Linked DNA regions of Mus musculus: region 1 is linked to region 2. A link is a contact called in public Hi-C data. All regions are on one chromosome and are shown on one strand. Each heading gives the region's core, a stretch centred on a gene start, on an enhancer-like site or on the middle of the called end of the contact. The rest is flanking DNA. Distances are from core to core; before and after follow the strand shown.

What was found. Hi-C and Micro-C count contacts between places; a contact is called where the count stands out from the background.
Region 1: a Hi-C map of the N1E-115 cell line shows a contact between it and region 2, with 3 times the contacts expected there. The contact joins the enhancer-like site here to the promoter of Dcp1b in region 2. A contact is called at or near these places in 1 of 39 promoter capture datasets (second pharyngeal arch cranial neural crest), 1 of 15 datasets of contacts at CTCF or cohesin (stem cell-derived epiblast-like cells), 11 of 484 Hi-C or Micro-C datasets (the N1E-115 cell line, brain, cerebellar granule neurons and 6 more) and 19 of 115 datasets of contacts at active chromatin or transcription factors (the SCID.adh cell line, astrocytes, craniofacial prominence and 12 more).

Annotation. Positions count from the first base shown.
Region 1 is chr6:118,620,037-118,623,818 of GRCm38.p6, forward strand. The region is part of intron 34 of Cacna1c (calcium channel, voltage-dependent, L type, alpha 1C subunit); the gene reads right to left. Among named protein-coding and RNA genes, the nearest start is that of Gm38887, 26 kb to the left of the region's middle. Within about 2 kb of position 2,040, at least 32 of the 459 cell types and tissues checked have an H3K27ac peak or open chromatin away from gene starts, as enhancers often do. A contact at or near this core is called in the N1E-115 cell line and embryonic fibroblasts, where this site is marked.
Region 2 is chr6:119,173,481-119,177,089 of GRCm38.p6, forward strand. Dcp1b (decapping mRNA 1B) reads left to right here and starts at 1,773. Exons shown (of 9, transcript NM_001033379.3): 1 at 1,773-1,962. The coding sequence starts at 1,813. It also overlaps a transcript of Cacna1c not described here.

The DNA of each region.
Region 1 (3,782 bases), core at 790-3,289, 550 kb before region 2:
TGGTCAGAAAGATGTCTAGCTTCACTCTGAGGTAGCTGATCACTTCAGAGATGAGGCAAAAATGAGGCATTCGCTTGCCATTCTAACGATCGTCTCTGCATCCATGATAACACTACATTCCCATGCTTGCTGTTGCCCCTTTGTCTTATGAGCAGTTATATTTCATAAATGCATATTTACTTATTGGCATTTTCAAAGTCACCTTCTGAGGAATATTGCTAAAAAATCTTTTTATTTATTTTTTTAATTCTGTCAACTTTCACTTTCATGAGTGAATTCCTTTATAATTTGGGCTTCTTTTGATGCTCATTTGCCCATCTGCTTATCTAATACAATCTCTTGAATAAGGATGCCCAGGCTCCGATTTTCAACTCACAGCTGAATATTAATCTCTCTCTATTAATTAAGTCGAGTGGCTTAATATTCTAAGTAGACAGATTTTAACAGGTTTATTTCTGTGCATTATTTCTAGCTTCGCTGTATTAATGTTGAAGAAGGTTTAGAGCTTGTTAAATTCCTCATGACCTAAATTGTGGGTACTTTTGTGGATGTTCCTGGGTGCTAAATAAGAATATGTCTTTTTTGCCATCCATTGAGGTCAGATCTATGGATGACACCTCTTGTCATCCACCTCTAGTGCTCTTTAGATGCTCTTCACCTGTGGCAAACTATGACTGTTTTTATTTTTTTTAAAGATTTGTTTATTTCATGTATGTGAGTACACTGTTGCTGTTTTCAGAAACACTAGAAGGGGGTATCAGATCCCAGTACAGATGGTTGTGAGCCACCATGTGGTTGCTGGGAATTGAACTCAGGACCTCTGGAAGAGCAGTCAGTGCTCTTAATCACTGAGCCATCTCTCCAGTCCCCAAACTATGACTTTTTATAAACTGTATATTCAGTCAGTCTATTATGGGTTTATCTTCTCCTTGTGTTCTATTACTATCCGTATTTCCAATCCATATATTGTTAAGCTTATATTGTTTGCAATTATTAAATATAATATGTATTACAGATTATATAATATAGTAGTTAATATATAATTATATATAAATACAATAACTATAGTGAACATATTAATTGTATATCATAGGTAATATATAAAATATAACATATATATTACACATGATATGATATGTTATATATTATATATTATCTCACACATTATATTATATATTATATATTATATATTATATATTATATATTATATATTATATATTATATATTATATATTACATATTACATATTACATATTATATATTATATATTATATATTATACATTATACATTATACATTATATATTATATATTATATATTATCTCACACATTATATTATATATTATATTATTATATATCATATATTGAATATTATACATTATTGTATGTTATATATTACATGTTATATATTATTGGTTTATTAAACGTTTTATTGGTATTAAGTACCTGAAAATTAATTTTGTGTGTCGTGTGTCACAGCCCATGTGTGGTGGTCAAAGTGCAACTTTGGGAGTCGGTTCTCCCTTCTAGTCTGTGGGCCCTGGTGGATTGACCTTAGCTTGCCAGTCTTGGCAGTCTTGGCAGTCTTGGCAGTCTTGGCAGCAAGCACCTTTAGCTACTGAGTCATGTTGCTGATGGTAAAGCTTGATTTTTAATGGACATTTTTAAGAAGATTAATTTTTAGTATCTTTGTATTATCTTTCTTCTTCCCTTTTACTTCATTCTCCTCCCCCCTCCCCCTCCCCATATTTAGTGCCACTGTTACCCTTCCTTTTGATAAACTGTTGTAGTTTCCCCTGTCCAGTTTTTTGATCTGTGGTTTGCTTTCGGGCAGTGCTCAGAATCCGACCTTGGGTTTGTCAGGGAAGCACCGCCCACTGAGCTCCATACGCACTCTCCTTCCATGCCTTGACACGTACACATTCAATTTCTACGCAGCTAGTTGCTGACTTTCAATATTTAACACACACGTTTACATCCCTTTGCCCCTAGTCACACAGATGAGTCACACAGGAACTCTCAGCTGCTGGGGTGCCACGTGGCTTATGTCCTGTCTGCTAATGTACTGCACTGCATTTCCTGGTTGGCATATGAGGAATGCCACATGGCCATTCCAGGTTTCAATCCCTCCTGCAATTGCTGAATGATGTTTTTAACATACTGTCCAATTAAGTCTGCTGGCATTCTGCTGAGGATTTTTGTTATTTATGTTAATTAGGGATATAGTGTCTTTGTACAGCTAGCCTCAAAAAACACAACCAAAATAAAACCAGCTTTGAAGGGTTTCCCCTTCTTAAATGTGTTACAGTTTTTGTAACTTTGGAAACCTTGAAGATTTTTTTTTAAGTGTTAGCATTTTAAAAAGTCATAAACAGTTTTAGATATTTGTAGATAAGGCTGGAAAAAGGTCTTATCTTATAACCCAAACTAGCTTTGAATTCATGACCCTCCTGCCCTGGCCTTCTGAGTTCTAAGGGTATAGGCAGGAGCCATCACCCCTGGAGGGTTAAAATTTTTCTTGTTAGCCTGTTCTGCACTCAATAGGCTATTTCAATTAGAAGGCTAAATCTTTTTTTGAAATTTTCTTTGATCAGCTTGTTGTTTTACTCTCTTCATTTCTTTTGCTCTTGTCTGGAATGTCTATCTCACAGTAGGACTTTTCTATCTCCATTCTCTTTGTCTTAATCTTTATTTCATAATTTATATATTTCATCGTACTTCAGTTATATAGTAACCCCGCTGATCTTTCATCAGTTCATTCTTAGCTGTATCCTTTCTGCTATACATCTCATCTATTTAAAAATATTTTAGAGAGGAGATAAAAAATTTAACTGTTGTATTTTCTCTTCCTCCTTTGCTCTGTTTAGCAATGGCTGCTACCATTGTTTCTTCTAATGTGACAGAAGCGTTAACGATGCGAATTGCATTCAATTTCAAATCTTTTGGGCCTGCTCCCTTCCTTCTCCCTGTGTGTTTATTTATTTGTAACTTGAGTGTGACACAGACACCCCTCCTCTCTGATGTTCCTCAGAGTTTGGGATTATTGTCATTTGCTCTTTGAATAAAGTTTTTAGTACGGAAGCTCCCTGGTGATCACTGATCCCAGGCAAGCTGTGGTGAGGGGTCTGGTGGGTAGCTTCTCTCAGAGGGACGGCTCTGCTGGGACTTTCCTACCTCAAAGCCCTGGGGTGCGAAGGCAAATGCTGTTGACCATAGCAGAGCTTCCCCAGAAGGTAAGTCCCAGGGGATCAGTTTACCTAGTGTCCAGGTCTCTCCTGTCCCTTGAGTCTGTTGACAGTCAGGCTGGAGCTGCTCCTGGCTGCTGCCTCACCCTCTGTGGTCTCAAACTGTCTGAAAGTGCTCGTCTCAAGTCTCACCCTTTTGGATCTGAACCCCATCTACCTTCTTCCATTTAGAAGTTCCTCAACACTTCCGGTTCACCTCTCTCACCCTTCTCTTTTCCATTCTCAGCAGCATTGGAGGTTTGCTCTTTGAAAAGACACTTGCTGCCATTAGGAACTTTAGAAAAGAGGGAGAGACCAGCCCGGTGGCCAGTCTGACATCTTGTGACCATCTCCTGCATTTAAGTGTGGCATAAGCTTGCCATTGTGAAATGTCAGCTCACACTAGATAGCTTTGTGTTCTAAGGCCATGTGATCTGGGAGGCAGTGATGCCAAGTTGATATTTAGAACACTGTCATTTTGATAACTGTATTTTGATTGGGCGTGGGACCAGGTCCTGTAGGAGATGGTTGGAGGCGGCATCACCTGGCAGCCTTTTTTT
Region 2 (3,609 bases), core at 523-3,022:
CACAAATTACAATCACATGAGCAGGGAACCTCACCTGAGAAATTGTCCTGATGGCCTTGATTCATTGGTTAATGTGCAAAGATCTACTCCAAGTGTGGACAGTGCCTTCTAAGTGCAGCCCGGATAAAAAGATTGTGTGACAGAAGGAAGATTTTTTTTTACCTCTTGCTTGCTGGCCTTCCCTATTGCCACAGGCTTGGTTTGATGCTGATACTGTTATGAGAACCAGTGTTTCCAGGCTTCCACTGTTGAGTAAGGACCAGCAGCTGCCCAGATACCCAGGTATTCAGTGCCATGTTAGAACTCGTGAGGCACTCAGCTTTATGCACTGAGCAACTACCAGATTCTCATCATCCCAAGTGTAAACTGACTTAATAAGTCACATAAATGAACAAGTCCTAGCCTCACAAAGACAATGTAATGGTACAAGGGATGCCACTTTAATGATCTGTTCATGTAACTATAAATATCCTTTGATGATATATCAAAATTTGACAAAGTGCAGTTTCTTGAAGTCCTATCACCCTTTCATACTTTGTGGGACACTGAAATCCACTGATCCACATTCGCCTTGAATGGATCTCCTACCTGTATGTGAGTTTGTGACACCATTTTATTATCTGAAAATCATTGAATGACCGGGCTAAGGGAGCTATATCTTTCAAATGTTGACAGTTCCCATTAGAGTATAATCTTTTAGAAGTGTACTCATTGATAGCACCACAGGTCTCATCTGAAGAGACTTAAGTATTGAGACAGTCAAGCTCATGGCCCATTTTTTTAAAAATTAACCTAAAAAATTATCATTAGCAACAATACCTACCCCTTGATTTCTTGAAAGAAACAGGAAAATCTTAGTTTTGAAAAAGCCTGTCCAGAATCTATCTGAATAGCCATAAGTTTGTTCATCTTTCTTTCATGTTAAACTGATGCTCTGTGGAAGTAAAATTAAACCCCTGGGCTGGGTGGTGGCACACCCCAGTAGTCCTAGCACTTAAGACCCCAAGGCAGGAGGAGCAAAGACTGAAACCTGCCATAGACTCTGTCTCGAGAAACAAGCCCTCCAACCCCAGCAAAACCTACAATAAAACCACAAATTCAGCCCATCTCAAGTGCAGAACATATTTGCCTAGAGGCAAATATGGCGTGCAACAGCTCTGCGTTATCCATTCTTTCTAATTTTTCCCCCACATTAATTTAAAAAATATACCCAAAGATTGTTTTTTTTTTTTTTAATTTAGTACTTTGACCAAGGGACGCCTGGCTTCAGCTGCTCAGACAAGTTTTCCAGAGAATAATGCACAGCGGCAAGAATACACCGGCTAGTGGTGCAGTTTGGGGCCTCCCTTGGTTCTTTACCGGTGCAGTCGTCCTTTTGCACACATCATGCAAGTCTCAGAATTGTCATGGACAATCATAACCTTGCAGGCCTCTGAGGCACTCAGGAAATCCCTCACGGATATTGGGGAGCCCCATTTAAGAATTCTCAGAGTTCTTTTTGGAGTGACTATGTTTGATTGGTCATCGAAGAGCCAAAGAAGAGCTCTGCAAAGGCGTGGGCCGTATTCAAGAAGGAAATGGGCACAGCTCAGAGGCTCCTGAAGAAAGAAATAGATAAAACGGGCTTCCTTGAGCAGGGCTGAGCTTCCTGTTGCCAAGGCGACGATCCTCCGCGAGAGGACCCGGCCATCGATTAGCGAAGCCTAGCCCGGGTCCCCAAATGCCGGAAGGTCGCCCCGCCGCGCTCGCTCGCTCGCTCGGCGGTCGATTGAGGGGGCTTCCTGAAGGCTGGGCAGGAGGGTGGGTGGGAAGATGGCGGCCGCGGCGGCAGGTGGCCTGCCTGGGAAGGGACACGATATCAGCCTGGCAGCCCTGCGGCGCCACGACCCCTACATCAGTCGCATCGTGGACGTGGCCAGCCAGGTGGCTCTGTACACTTTCGGCCATCGGGCCAACGAGTGGGTGCGTGCGGACGCCGCGGCCGTGCGGAAGGCGGGGCGCGGACAGGGCGGGAGATGCTGGGCACGGCTAGGCGGGCGGGGGCCGGTCCTGGTGGAGGGCGACCCGCGGGTCCACCAGCAGGTGGGGGACGAGGGACACAGAAGGTGTGGCCGGCTCCGCTGAGTGCGGGCCACGGGCTTTGAGATCAGAAGACAGAAGCTCTCCGGCAGCGGAGGGCAGCCCGGAAGCCCCAAACTTAGATAAGTCCAGCCTCGCGGAGGAGGAGCAGCCGGAGTGCGAAATGCAGGGCAGGCACCCACCTAAGAGCAAGCGTGGGAGAATAAAGAGGAAATGGACATGGGTGGGACACCCCAGACTTGGATGTAGGAGGCCAGGGTTGGTAACCTAACCATTTCAGTCCATTTCCAACAAGACCGAGTCCCAGCCTACAGTAACTGGATGAAGTTTAGTTTTCCACACAACTAGACTGGAATTGCAACGGGAGACCAATTAGTTCTGGCCTAGGCATTGGTTCTTATCATTTATAAACCATCCCTTTGAATATATAAAAGTGTCATTTCCTCCTCTTTTGTGACTTTTGTCCAAATATTCATCAGTATATAACCAATGCTTTTAATAAGGTTCATTGGGTGTATGGAAAACACCTTGCAAATTTTCAATTTTTTTCCCCCGGTGTGTTCGCCAAGACTGAAACAAACATCAAGATTTATGCAAAGAAAACTTTCATTTTTGAGCAGATTTATGATTAAGTAGGCTGTAATAAGAACGACCCAAAAACCATGCACACAAAAGAATGAAGAAAGTTCTTGGACGTGGAGCTTGGGGCAGGCACCTGCTTCATCCCCAACACCCCTGAAACAGGGCCGGGAATCTTTTCCGATAGTTTTGTCCGAGTTCTTAACTGAAGTGAGGCAAAGAATTCATGTCTGTTCTCCTAAGAGCCAAACCTGAAGGGGAAATCTGCAGAGATCCATTGTTCTGAATATCCCTAGTTTGATTAATTGAGGCTGTCTTTCTTGGACACCAGAGGAAATTACACTATGGGCCTATATAAGTAAAGGGAGTTTCCCCACTGAAATGTTTCTCTATTTATGTGAAGATACTGTACATAAACGTGCTTCACTTCTCTAGGTCAATGTTTCTCAGCCTTCCAAATGCTGGGACTCTTTAATACAGTTCCTCCTGTTGTGGTGACCCCTAACATAAAATTATTTTCGTTGCTACTTCTTAACTGTAATTTTGCTACTCTTCTTATTGTAATGCAATTATGTTTGGAGATAGACGTATGCCAAAGGGGTTGCAACCTATTAGTTGCATGCCCTCTGCCTGGACTGGCCTCTGCCTGCCAATCCACACCTAATATTATGGAGGTAATTCAGTTAGTATACATGGAGTAGGACCCAGTAAGAGTTAGTGGGGTAAGTTGACTCGGCAGGAGGCTCAGGCTAGAAGATCAGAAGCCGTTGAAATGTACAGTGCACCATTCCCACCCCTCGGTAGCAGTTTTCCTAACGCCTCTTCACAGTCCTGTGTGGCAGAAACCGTTTTAAATCCCTACAGAGGTGGACCAAACGCCCAGTGAAGGCCAGTGTCACATTGCATTATTTACAGGAGTTTTGTTTTCCTGCTTCCTCGACTTGTTTTCTT